3 separate regions of the Mus musculus genome follow, and all the other regions are linked to region 3. A link is a contact called in public Hi-C and HiChIP or PLAC-seq data. All regions are on one chromosome and are shown on one strand. The core of a region is the stretch at or near the end of the contact, and the rest is flanking DNA. Distances in the headings are between cores, read along the strand shown. Region 1 has its middle 64 kb from the start of Ccn3. Region 2 overlaps Taf2 (TATA-box binding protein associated factor 2). Region 3 holds the start of Enpp2 (ectonucleotide pyrophosphatase/phosphodiesterase 2).

Region 1 (4,320 bases), core at 907-3,406, 110 kb before region 3:
TAAAGGGCATTTCATATCAACACCATAAGTAAAGCATACTCATGGGATGTGATTAGTCAGAACTGTACAGACATCAAGGCCTTCTGAATCAAGGACATTTAGACAGTAGGTTAAAATAATGAAGATGGCGAATAAACTCTAAAGTCCAGGCTACCACTTGGGCTCTGCTTCTATAAGAAGGCAGGTACAGTATTGACAGGAGATTCTGGTCTCTACAAAGTAATTGGAATTCACTCAGGAAACCAAGTGGGAGTCCCATTCAGATGCTGGAGATGAGAGAGTAACAAATGTCCACGGGCCATTCCCAGCACAGGATTGTCCGCAATACTGCCTGCCCAAGCGCCCTTACGATTTATCCCAGGACCAGCATAGGCACTAAGTGGAGACTGACTATTGAAGTTGAAATTTTTCCTGTTCCAGCAAACAAGTGTGGTTAAGACAGCAAAGCCAGGAAGAGAAATGACACAGAATGGAGCACTAATGCCTTTCTTTTCTTCTCTCTTACCTCCAGAACCCTGCCCCAGATAAAGAAAGGGACAGGCAACAGTTCTTCATTGCCAATGGACTAAACGCTGTACTACTTGACAACCACAAAAAGAGATCTGTTATCCTCATTTCCCCACCACAGAAGCTGAATAGCCAAGACCCTAAGTAACTCGTGTTAAGTCCTACTAGATTTAGACTCAGCTTCATACGTGTGTGTGCTACCTATGCTCAGTCTCACCCCTCATTTCCTTCGAGATTCTTCACCTGCGTCTTACTCTGAGAGCTGCTTCCTAATTTTTAGAATGATTTACTTCTGCTAGAACACACATTCTCATTGTAATATGTCAGGTAGTACTGGAGGTGACAGGATTAGAATAAGGTGCATTGTGCAGTGGCAATGTTATGTGAAGTTTTTTGAGAACTGAGATTGCAGGTTAAAAAGAGAGAGTAACTTAATTATTCAGAGATTGCAACTCTTTCCTACTAAAGGAATCAGATTCAAGGAAGTTATAAATGCGTAGGACAGAATGTATGTTGCCAAGTAAGTTGAGAGCCTTGAGATAGGCATTCATCCTTCTCCATTATTAGCATATATTTATCCCAACCCTTTTTTGTGCTCTTGTGCGAGTATGTGTGTGTGTGTGTGTGTGTGTGTGTGTGTGTGTGTGTTTTCCTGGTTGATATCTACTGAATTTACTTAGTTCTCTTGCTGAGCCTGGAACTTGGTTTTTCCAGCTAATTGAGCTAGCCAGCCGGGCCTAGGGATTCTCCATCTCTTCCTCTCAAAATCTAGAATTACAAGTGCCTAGATCTACAATGCCTACTGAGTTTTGGATGTAAGTTCAGGCTCTTCATGCTTTTGAGACAAGTTCTTTATGCACTGAGCTATTTCTCAGCCCTGAGAATCACAACACTAAAAAAAAAAAAAAAAAAAAAAAAATACTAGGAGCTGAAGAGAAAAGTCAGCCAGTAAGCTGTTAAGTATGACCCCCCCCACACACACACACACACACACACACGCACCATGAATATATTAGGTGCTTTGTCACCTGCTTGTAATTCCAGTTCTGGGGAGTAGAGACAGGAGCCTCCATTACCTGATAGGTTAGAGACAAGTAAAGGCTCTGAGTCAAAGATGAGTGCGTGGGTAATGACTGAAATTCACTTCCAACTTCTACATGTGTACACACACACACACACACACACACACACACACACACACCTGTATACACATGCATGCAAACAAGAAATTGCAATTATGAAAGGGGAGCTGTAAAGAAAGCTCAGCCAGGCTCTTTTAGGGCTCTAGACTCTAGGCTTCACTCTTCTGGTCCCCAACACAGAAGCAGATGAAGATGTAATGACCATTTAGGACAGCACTGATGGACGCTAGGGAAATTCCAATGGAAAAAGTCCCGAAAACTTCCAGAGTTTTTGAAAGAATGGAAACTTCTAAAGCCAGAATGAGTCAGAGACCCAAGGGTATAAAGGAGGAAAAATAAGATAAAATGGGACAAAGGAAAACTTTAGCTCGGAATCAGGAAAACCCCAAGCTTGGGAGAACTACTAGGTGACTGGCTGGCAGAGAAGTGTGGAGTCCCTGACACTTGGCTCATCCCACTGGATAGGCTCCACGTCAGGAGTGTTGGTACCACTCCTGAGTGAAGAATGACCATGCAAGCCACTTTCAGCTTTACTTTAAAGCTCTCTATAGAGCATGGGTGATTCATACTGCACGCCCTTAAAACCACTCTTCATTTCTATGACTTGGATTATTTTAAGGTGCCATGTGACTAGGTCCCTTGTGACAAAACAAAGCTCTCACAAAGTTTGTTTTTAACCTAACTTTCTTATCTTCTCTCTACTCTGCATGTCAGGCAATGTACTTTCTCTTAGAACTCGAGCCAGCATAAACTGGATTGATGTAGTGTTGTTTTGTAAACTGTGAGACCAAAGAACAGAAGGATAGGAAAGATCTCACAGTGGGGCCAGATCAAATTGCAGGGCAGCCCAAGGTTCTGCATCTGACTTTGGTAACCAGGGACATGTGGTAAAGAAACACATTGGTTGTTGTTAACCTCAAAAGGACAAGGACCAGCCCTGAGCAGAAAAAAAAAAAATGTATCTATCTTGTGCACAGATCTTGGATGGATGTCTTACTCCATCTGTAGAATGCAGTTGCAAAAGTCTGGGCTACAGAACCAAAGATGGGGCTGAGTTCCCATGGGATATGACAAAAAGATGTCTTCATCTCTGAAATGAATACCATGAAAGCTACACTAAGGCACAACTAAGAAGGTGAAGAAAACAAACGTGTAGAAAAGACAAGAATGTGAAAGAAGGTCTAGTTGAGAAAGAAAGAGATGAGCAGGAGGGGGACAGGAGAATAATGGGAGGACACAGAGATGACAAAATGCACTACAGCCATGTATGAAAATGTCATAGTGAACCCCATGGTTACATAGAACTAATAGGAAACTTAAAATGATAACATATAAACATGAGCCTGGTATCTGATACAGGACTACTAGAAAAATAAACAAGAGAATGGAAAACATGCATGCAGTACAAAGCCCAGTGGCTGGTACACAGAAGGTACTGTGTAGATTATAATAGTAATGGAATGGAGCTTTGTTCTAAAGTATTAGCTGGTGTCTGTTCAGGTGTGTGTGAGACCCAACGGCACTGTTTAAAGTGTGTCCCTTTAATGAGTAATTTCCCACCTAACCAAGAGAGGCCCTAGCTGGAAGGGGAGTTTAGTATTTAACTAACATTACCTCAACCCCAGATTGCAAGGAAAGGCCCCACTCTATTCATTCTTGCTCCCTGGGACACACTTGACCTCTGACTTCTTCTCTCAACCCTTTCCTGGCTCCTCAGCAATTAGCCTATTCCTTGCCTTCCAGATGCTACACATTAACCTTGCTCTTCGATGGGTTTATTTAAACAAACATAACACTCACTAACATCTGACAACCAGCAAGAGATTTATTACTCTCTTGTTGCAAGGAGAATGTTAGGAGAGTCAACAAGGAACAAGCAACAGCTTGTAGTGGCCTTGGCAGTGGCCTGCGGTTTGCCAGGCAACGTCTTTGCCTTCCACGCTAAGGTATTTGTAGATCTCTCATGGAGTTTTGTGAGTGCATCTAAACGATGTCGGGGAACTGCACTGACACAGAGACCTTCGCTCTACAATGCCTGCTTCTTTTGATAATAATTCTACCATGGGATTATGAAGAGCTCTTCTGAGATTGGCCTGGACCACATGAACCTTCAGTCCAAGTCCATGCTGTCTATGCACCTATGCGTCCTTGGTATATTAGGGATTACCAACTGAATTAGAGTTTTGCTCAGTAAGAAGGCTTTTTCTACAGTGAGAAATATCCGGTTTGGACTCATGATAAAATAGACAAAATGTCCTAATATCACAGATGGCAATGGAAACTAAAGACTCCAAGGAACACAGTGGGGAACTCGGACAACAATCAATGCTACTTGTCCATATTTGCTCAGCAATCATGGTGCCCTTGCCCACGCTGCAAAGGCCCCGGCTTTGTAGAGCAAAGAACAAGAATGCTGTTTTCTATAGGAGTCTCCCATAGCAAGGAAGCTCCTATTGCTTTTGGTTTCCATCTATTCTGCACTGAATTGCCCTGGTGTTTAATTGCCAACCCCATTAGGTATATGTAGAGCTAAGACATGAACATCTCAGAAGATCTATAAACTAGACTTTGGTAGAAAATTCCAGAAATAGACACTAAACTACTCAAGCAGAAGAGAGAGTGACTACACAGGTGCCCCATATCTTACTGGCCTGGCAAAAAGATGTGACAT
Region 2 (4,478 bases), core at 1,029-3,528, 100 kb after region 3:
AACAAACAAATGTACTTAATAAAAGCCTAACTTGCAAGCTCAACAGTCCATCTAATAAGAACATGTAAGAAACACTGAACAATCTGTTAATTTTATTGACTTCATTTATATTAGGTATACGTTCATATTCAATACAAAGTCTATAGTTTGTTAGAAAAGACATGAATTCTGCTCTTTGGTTCTTTAGATTAAATAGAAAAATAAGATGTTGAAATACATCATTGTAATCTAAAGATTAAAAAAAAAAAAAGTCTGTTTTTCATCTTGAGTTCCAAAAAAAGATCTCTAGGGAAAGCATACAAGCTTTGAAAAACAAATTGTTTTAATTTCAAAGTAAGATTTCAAGAACTAGAGTTGTATTTTCTGAATTATGCAAGAAGGCATTACATAACCCAGCAGCCTGAGCAAGGCAGCTGCAAGACTCCCCTCTTCCCCCCAGAAATCACTAGGGAGTTTCATCTGCTCCACCATCACCCCCTAGCCCTCTGTTTCTCATTCTTGCCATCACTAAATAAACCCAGGAGACAGTCCTGATGCCTGCAACCTTGCAGTGGAAGAAAGGGGGCTCAGTGCTGGGAGGGAGATCTATGATGCTCAAACCTGTCTCTCTCAGAACCACTGGGCCCTTCCTGCCTATTCTCTTCCTTCCTTCGGGACAGGGGCAGGGAAAGGGAGTGGGTGAAGGGACCATTTTCACACCTCTCCTTGGTTATCCCACAGCCTGCCCTACCACCTGCACAAAATCATACGCATTTAACACATCTTTTTTACCCTCATACACAAGAAGAGGGAGAATGCAGGGGGTGGGGGGGCCCGCTGCAGGCCTCGGGGTGTGTGTGTGTGTGTGTGTGTGTACCTGGAGCTGTGTGTGTTTCAAATGTGCACGTGTGTGTGTGTGGTGTGTGTGTGTGTGTGTAGGAGGCGTTAAAAGTACATCATCACTGTCCTCTACTAACAAAATAAGCCTCTCTCCTTCAGCTCCCTTAGAGCGGCATCGTTTGTTTCTATCTCTCCTAGATGAGGTTTGTAACACATTTCTGTTCTTGAATATCATCTGGGTCCTTGGCTCTAAGTCATTAAGACATATGAGATGTCGCTTCACTTTGTGAGCAGAGGAAGCAAGGGACCCACACTCAACAGCTCGGAACCCGAGGAAACAGCACACGAGTAGAGCAACCCTGCTGAAGGAGTTTCACTTAAGCACTTCGAAAAGAGCTGCAAGTCTACTAGATTTTATATGCCATCTCTCCGTTTGGAGTCAACTAGAGCAAACATTTCCATACGTTTTAGCGAGCATGAATGAAAGAGACCTCAGCTGGACATGTCCCCCCAAAGCCCACGTGTGCTCCTTCCTCTCGAGTTTGCAAATGGAAGGGAGGCCACAGCTTCCCTTACCACTCTTCTCTTTCTCTCAGGACCCTAACTCAGCCACAGACCAATCTCACTCCCACACATGGCCACCTCTAACTTACTTGATCCCAAAAGGTGATTTGTGAGTGATGCTCCTACAGGAATACTGTCACACCAGTTAGGAGTGAAACTTTACTCCCTGGGCCCAGCAGAATGGCTCAGCAGTTGATGATGCTTACCACCAAGGCTGAAACTGCCCTCTCCATGTGCACTGTGACATACGTGCACACACATTCATGCAAATAAATAAAAGTCCAAATGAGAAAGGAAGGTACTTCTATTGCTTATTTGTAGTCTATCAAAGAGCTTTTCTTATGTTTCACACAGTTACCTTTTTTCCAGTGTATCAATGTGTTAGGGAAAAGCTATATTTGAAATTCAAAATGCACACACACGTGCGCGCACACGCACACACGCACACACACACACGAAGGAGTAAGGAGGGAAAGGGCAAAAAGAGAGGTGAGAGAAGTGAGGAAGGAGAAAATGGGAGAAGGAGCCAAAGAATTAATCCCCCAAGCCCTTCACTCATGGAAATACAAGGCCAAGTCCCAGCTGGATTCCTTCTGAAACATATTGTGTGAATCTACTACAATAAAGGTACACACACACCTCACAAAAAGCTTTTGGCAGACAATGATCTGTGTTCTTAACACTGAAGTATTCTGAGCTGTTGCTTTTGGCTGAAGTCTACTTATTAATCACAGTTGGTCCCTGAGCTCCTTCCTCACATGGATAAGCATTACTCTTCTGTATCAAAGCAAGATCCAGCCACGGAGGCATAAGCCCATAGCCATAGCTGCTCAAGGGTTACTGATGACTTTGGAAACCCCAGTCTTCACAAGTGACATCACTATGTGGCTTTCTCTCGTAATTCTTTCCTTAAACGCCTGGAAACCGTCATCTTGGTTTCCTGGTAGCTCATAGCATCTGACAGGTGCTATTTATTTGGATTCTCATCTTTGCTTGATTAGTAACTGAGGAACACAATAAGACCTGAGACTTAGGAATAAAACAATAGGAACTGAGGAGACCGTGTAAAATGCATGAATAAGTACAGCTGGGCGGAACTACTTAAGCAAGCCTAGTCAATGGAAACTTTCTCGGTCTCGGTCTCGGGGTGTGTGTGTGTGTGTGGTGTGTGTGTGCGTGTGCTCGGGGTGTGTGTGTGTGTGTGTGTGCTCGGGGTGTGTGTGTGTGTGTGTGTGTGTGTGTGTGTGCTCGGGGTGTGTGTGTGTGTGTGTGTGTGTGTGTGTGTGTGTGTGCTCGGGGTGTGTGTGTGTGTGTGTGTGTGTGTGTGTGTGTGTGTGTGGTCTCGGGGTGTGTGTGTGTGTGTGTGTGTGTGTGTGTGTGTGTTTGTGTGTGTTCAACTCTCTCCTTCCATCATGTGGGATCTGAGGATCAAACTCAGCTGTCGGGCTTGGCAGAACCCATCAAACTCAGCTGTCGGGCTTGGCAGAACCCATCTTTCCCAGAAAGCCATCTTCAGTCTCGGTCTGTGTGTGTGTGTGTGTGTGTGTGTGTTTGTGTGTGTTCAACTCTCTCCTTCCATCATGTGGGATCTGAGGATCAAACTCAGCTGTCGGGCTTGGCAGAACCCATCTTTCCCAGAAAGCCATCTTGACAATCCTGTATGAAATACTCTAAGTACAGGTCTAGCACTGCATTTTCGTGAATGGAACAGCAATCCTGACTGGGCTCTGGGTGATTTATTTGTGGATTGCGTGAAGGTGCAGTGACAGGATCTGAGGTTTACACTTAACTTCCGACTATAAGGAAAGAGCGAGTGATTTCATTATTACAGTAGCTAATTACAACAACATAATAAAGAATACTTTTCATTATTTTTTGTTATTTATAAATTTCCTATTAACAGAAACACAAACTTCTGAAACAGATAAACACTAATCTGAAATAGTCTTTAAATTACATAATATAAAACCAATATATTGCAAGAAAACTAAGTTCTCCATCTTCCCAGTATTTTTTAATTGATAAATTAACTCTAAATGTAATTTTCTTGAGACAAAACAAACAAACACAAGCAAGTGTACCTGCTCCCTTTCGGGACAGCTCCATACTCCACTGGGGTTTTGTGGGTGGTGTGATGTCACAGCCTAATGAATGCTGGGGCATTAAGGAGGATCTGGAGCCGGACGGCCGGTACTTAGAGAGCCCTAAAAGATCAAAAAGGGCAAATACAGTTCTTTGTTTCCTAACAGCAGAAAAAAGTTTAACAGGTTTCACATGTTAGCTTTAAAACCAGAAATAGTTTAACTCTAGTAAAAGTCTAATCATAAATGGAATACAATATTAATTTAATCCTTTGACCTGTTGCCTCAGAGAAAATTCACACTTGAAAGACTTGCTGAACACTTAAATTAGGGCCTACACTCTGCTACACAAGTCACTTCATCTATATTACTATTTATTTGGCATTTGCATACAGTTTGCAAAGTTTCCTAAAAAACATTTCAATTGTTAAACTTACTGAATATATTTAAAAAGATGTTACAAACCCATTTAAAACAAGAAGTAGAATTAATGGTATAACATAAAACAGGATAATCGAATCCATGTCAGATTCTAGTCCCAAGCTTATGCACAAACTTGGGAACAGTAGCATGAGAGTTTCCCATCTTCCTCTCCGAGCTCACCAGTTATCAGCAGCTTTATGTGTGCTCTGTGCCTTTTGTCTTCAACATCTGTTGTTAGGGGTTCAGCAGTTGGCTTTTTGTTCTGAGTGGCAGCAGAGATTGAACACTCAAGAGTAGGCTGATCAATAATAAAACCAGAAGTGCCCAGAACAGCAGAGGCATACACTGCAACACGTTTCCAAAGAAATATGGAACGCGAGGCAACATAAGTCCTCCCAAAGTTCCTAACTCCTCAACTCAAGACACTGTGAAATACCCAAAACGCTAACTCATAATCACGATGAGCAGCCTTAAATCGTTATGATCACATAGATGGAGAAACTCAGCAGCCCAGACAAGAGAGTTGGTAAAAAAAAAAAAAAAAAAAAAAAAAAAAAAAGATAGGAATATGGATTTAAAAAAAGGCAGCAG
Region 3 (4,702 bases), core at 1,369-3,868:
CCCAAGCATGCTGTGATAAATAAATAAATAAATAAATAAATAAATAAATAAGATCCTAGGATGCTTTCTCTTTTGACTTTTATTTTTTAAAGTGTAGAAAAAGATTCACCCAATGTTCTCTGACTCAAGTTTTGCTAATAGAACCACCTATCACTAGTATTATTTAGGAGGTTCCCCCTTGCAAGTGTAGTTAGCAATTTAAAAAGATAGAAAACCTGTCTACACTCTGCCTTTCCCGATTTCTAAAAGGAATCTTTTGTCTTTTCTACTTAAGCAGAAATGAACCCCAGTGTGTAGACAGCAGGTAAGCTGCATCACAAGAAAGCTTAAGAAGAAAAGCCACATAAGTCTACCAAAATCCTGAAACTCGGATATAAACTGTGTGGTGCCCTAAAACTAAGCTTCACGGAGATGAAGTGAACTATCACTATACACCCTAAGGCTCCAGATACTGATTCCATTAACAAGTCAAGAAGCAGTACTCTGTAGTAGGTCTAACGCTATCTAATTGATCAGCAGTACTGTAGACTAGACTAGTTTCCAGAAGTAATATTGACATTACTTGTCTTGTATCTATTCCCTACAACATATGGAAGTAGTTTATTATATGAGCAGTGTTTTCAGGGACTAATACATTTAATCCATACTTTTCACATTTTCTGGTAGAGATCACACACATTTAATAGGAGATGAAACAGGATGGAGGAAATGTTTTTTTATTATTTTATTTTTAACAATCTAGAAGATAAAGTCTTCTAAACTGATGCTCATTGCTGAGGGCTGAGGCATTACAAGTGACTTGCCTGTGAAAGGAGCACTTATTAATATGGACTCAGGGTCCCAGGCTGGTACTTTGATGATCCATAGTCCAAAAAAAAAAATAATGGCCAAGTTTGAAAATAATGCAGTCATCAAAGAAACAGCATCGATTCCTGCCACTATCATTTAAAGAAAGCAGAAAATTGGTTCCTTTTCCGCACAGTGGAAAGACCCGGCCATGGGCTGTCAGAGCTGCATGCTCAGGCCAAGGACCTAGTCCCCTGTCACAATCAGCCTTAGCGAGGGTCAAAAAGAAGGCTTTGAAGACAGTGTTTGCCTCCAATAAAAACAGCCTTCTCTTCTGGCCCAGCAATCCCTCTCCTCTCTCCCCAAAGAAACACAATGCAGTTTTGTCCCTCAGGCTCCCCGGGGCCACAGTTTTTTAAGATCTGTTTTCACATTCTTTCTCCAAAACACACTGCAGCTCCTTCACCCTCATCACCTACTGTACCTTCAACCTTCTTCTCAAGCCTAAGTCAGATAACTTGCCATGTGGAAGATTCAGTATTCCACTATGCCTCATTTAATAATACACATTTATGGTGGTATAAAGGCAGGTGGTGTTTCATAGAGTGCCAATCAAGAAACACAGAGAAACACCAAATTCCCGGGGAGACAGAAGACATACTGTGATGTCAGAGAAAGGGAAGAAAATATTGCCCCCTAGAGTACCTGTCATTTCGAATGCAATTTTTAATTCTGAAACCATCAGCAGCTCCAATTTCCAGGAAATTAACCAAGCCATTGCTTAAGACCAGGTCAGCTAGGCCCCCTCAGCCTGCACAAACGTTCCTTTATGAAGCCCCACTCCGCTGGGTACAGCCCACTGCAAAGGAGCCCCATTCACTCCAGCTGTGTTAGTTAAGTCAGCTCCGAAAACTCACCTTGCCTTCTTCCAGAAGGAAACACAGCGATCACAGATCTCCTCTCTAAACTCACCTTGAGGGTTCCCCTAGTCTCAGTAAATCTTAGTCCCAAAGTTATAAATAAATTTCTAGTTTCACTTTTAAAAAAAAAAGTTTATTGCCTTTTTTAACTTCCTTTTTTCTCATTCCTAGGATAGAACTTTCTGATAGCAAATAATGTACTTTACACAACACAGCCGTCTCAACCCTCTGTACCACCACGTGGAACCTGTCAGCCCCATCCTTCTCCAACATTAAAGCGATAACCTATTCTCACCTTGGGCTAAATGTATCGCCCTGCACAGTACTGTTAAAGAAACAAAACTGCTAATAACGGATACTCTTACCTGTGGGAGGTCCTTCATCCCATTCGGCCCTCTTAATTCGACTTGCTGTGAATCCTAAGCAGAGATTGACGCCGATGGCAAAAGTGAACAAGGATATTACCTAAGGGGATAAGGAGATCAAGTTGTCAAACACAACTAGATTAGATGCATTCAAAGTGCATGGAAGCAGTTCAGATGACCCTAACAACCCGAATCCTGCCAATTCGGAAAGGCATTCTCAGATGATGTCTGAATTTGAACAAGGAAAAAGAAAAAAGAAAAAAAATCGAATTCAAATGGTAGTGATCGGAGAGATTCGGCACCTCGCTAGTCACCGTACCATCCTCCTACCTGGTATGACCCGAAACAGCCTTGTCTTGCCATGCCGAGGGATTCTTGGAAAACCTCTGCAGGGTGTTCTCTGCTTGCCCTGAATGCTCTGCTTTCGGGGCTCTGCGTTCAGGCTGTTAACTCCAAGCAATCCCACCTGGGAAGTTGACAGGCGCATCTGATTCGTGCAGAGCTCGATTTCATCACAGTTGGTTCACAAATTGCAACTCTGAGCAGAAGAGGCTTAAGGCAACATCCTTCTTGGCCCCACCCCCCGACCGGCCCCTCCCCTTGAACAGACACTTTCATGTGGTATCCTTTGGCAACCGGAGGACTTCTTGTGTAGCTGTGGCCAATAACAGTGCATGTTCGATTTTTTTTTTCTTCCCTCTCAAATACATGGTTTGTCAAAAGAGAAACCAAATGTACTTTATCCGATAAAAATGAATCAGAGCTGCCCAGAATTTCCCATCAGCTCGAAGCGTTTACTATGTAGTTATTTGATGCCCTCAACCCCCCAACTTCAGGGTTTTTTTTTTAAACAAGGGGGGGGGGTACAATTTATAAACCAAACAAATCTCTGTCTTTACCATTTGTTTATTTTTCTGGCAGTTGGAATGACCCTGTATCTATATAAATACATTGTCAGCTACTTCTGATTCCTTGGGAGCTTCACACAATGGGAGCTTCCAAAATTGCAACTCACACGAGAGATAACATTATTTTCCCTTCATGTTGTTAAATTTTACACTAGTAACTTTTATCAAAATACTGGGGCTGCCAGCTTAAGCTGCATAAAGCCCTTCTGAGTATGAGAAACAGACAATATCATTCCAGTCTCTACCCATTCCTGACAAAAGTCAGCTTGTCTGTGGAGTGGGGGTGGGGTAGGACGCAGGCATAAAGGACAGTAGGGGAGGGAGCTTCATTAGCCTTGAATTTAGCTTGAAAGTGGCAATGGCTGCAAGAATTCCTGTCAAATGCGCATCTCCTTTGAAGAGACTGTCCCGGGAGGCTCTTGTGTGTGTTGAAGCTTCTATCCTAAGCAATTTTGCAACTTGGCAACCACACCAAATTTAGAAGCCTCTAAATCGGAAAGTCGTTTCCATATTATATGCCTTTAGGATTCAAATGAGGGGAGGCTTGTTTTTGGCTTTCCCCTACCGGGCCCCTTGACGATCATTCTTGCAGAGCACATATGTGCATACGTAAACAAACAGGAACCTTCCAGGCAGCAACTGCTTAAAGGAAGCCCCCGTGGCTCTGCTCGCATAAAACCCGATAGCACAAAAGCCAAGAGCTTGTTTACGTGGATCGCAGAGTAAGCCTGGGTTTCATTAGAAACTCTAGAATTTAGTAAACAGCTCATTGAAAAGAAGAAGAGACACTGCCAGACACTCAGTGGCTCTTCTAGGATCCTCTTAGCTTTGGACTCTCGCAGAGCGGGCAGGCTATGAATTTATCTACAAGCCTCTTGCTTTAGTCTGTATGCCAAGCTAAACTGATCTGGAGTTCATTATTTAGCAAGGCTTCTAAAAGATGTTAACCCCATGTAAGGTTTTTCTACTATATATTCCATCTCGAGATGCAAATCTGCTGTTCTCAGGGAAATCTGTAAACCAAAAGGAAATCATTGGGTCTGCACTGTTATTTCAGTGTACCCTGCATGCTACAGAGGATCTGAAAACAAATGGCCTCCTTTTCTCTCCAGCCTCCCCAGCCTGTAGGTCCCAGAAACTTGAGACTTTCTCTGACATAGAAACCCATCTCTAAGAAAACCTAGGCTCTCCTTGGAAGGAAAAAAAAATACAGCTCAGAAACTGAAGATCATTTTGTATTTTGTTGTTTTATTTTTATGGAAAGCAAACTAGCTGTGCAGGAGAGAGGGGGCCACAAAGCGTGAGAGCAAGTTGGTCACGTATATCATGATCTGTACAGCACTGGATTACCCATTGATCGAAAAGGATCAAGATGAGCCACTGTTTCTGTGAGCCATTCTGCCAAAGAATTGTATTTTCACCCAGATCACTGTGCATCAGGGACTGGACAAAGCATGCACACATGAGCATGCACACACCTACATACACGTGCATATATACAAATATACACATGCACACACATACACATGTACATACACATACATGTGTACACATAAACATGCACATACACATATAAGAATATACACAGGTGTCTAAATGCATACACACCATCTAGCTATAGTTAAGCAAATTGTGTGTGTGTGTGTTTTATATGTGCATATGTATATGAAGGTATATGTGCTTTCCATGTGTGGAAGCCACAGAAGGGCTTTGAGTGTCCTTC

What was found. A called contact is a pair of places that touch in the nucleus more often than the background predicts. HiChIP or PLAC-seq counts read pairs in DNA pulled down with a chosen protein or histone mark.
Region 1: an HNF4G HiChIP or PLAC-seq map of pancreatic cancer cells shows a contact between it and region 3. The contact joins the enhancer-like site here to the promoter of Enpp2 in region 3. A contact is called at or near these places in 1 of 39 promoter capture datasets (liver), 1 of 484 Hi-C or Micro-C datasets (nephron progenitors), 2 of 115 datasets of contacts at active chromatin or transcription factors (embryonic stem cells and pancreatic cancer cells) and 2 of 9 other capture datasets (adipose tissue and pancreatic islet).
Region 2: a contact with region 3 is called in a Hi-C map of muscle stem cells, with 2.2 times the contacts expected there. The contact joins the enhancer-like site here to the promoter of Enpp2 in region 3. A contact is called at or near these places in 4 of 39 promoter capture datasets (cranial neural crest, embryonic stem cells and liver), 4 of 484 Hi-C or Micro-C datasets (cerebral cortex, cochlea, muscle stem cells and 1 more) and 3 of 9 other capture datasets (adipose tissue, liver and pancreatic islet).

What each region holds. Positions count from the first base shown.
Region 1 is chr15:54,807,450-54,811,769 of GRCm38.p6, forward strand. No RefSeq gene overlaps it. Among named protein-coding and RNA genes, the nearest start is that of Ccn3, 64 kb to the left of the region's middle. Within about 2 kb of position 2,157, at least 52 of the 459 cell types and tissues checked have an H3K27ac peak or open chromatin away from gene starts, as enhancers often do. A contact at or near this core is called in adipose tissue and pancreatic cancer cells, where this site is marked.
Region 2 is chr15:55,018,738-55,023,215 of GRCm38.p6, forward strand. Taf2 (TATA-box binding protein associated factor 2) reads right to left here. Exons shown (of 26, transcript NM_001081288.1): 25 at 3,465-3,587. Among named protein-coding and RNA genes, the nearest start is that of Gm2491, 34 kb to the left of the region's middle. Within about 2 kb of position 2,279, at least 6 of the 459 cell types and tissues checked have an H3K27ac peak or open chromatin away from gene starts, as enhancers often do. A contact at or near this core is called in muscle stem cells, where this site is marked.
Region 3 is chr15:54,917,528-54,922,229 of GRCm38.p6, forward strand. Enpp2 (ectonucleotide pyrophosphatase/phosphodiesterase 2) reads right to left here and starts at 2,619. Exons shown (of 25, transcript NM_015744.4): 1 at 2,402-2,619; 2 at 2,072-2,171. The coding sequence starts at 2,434.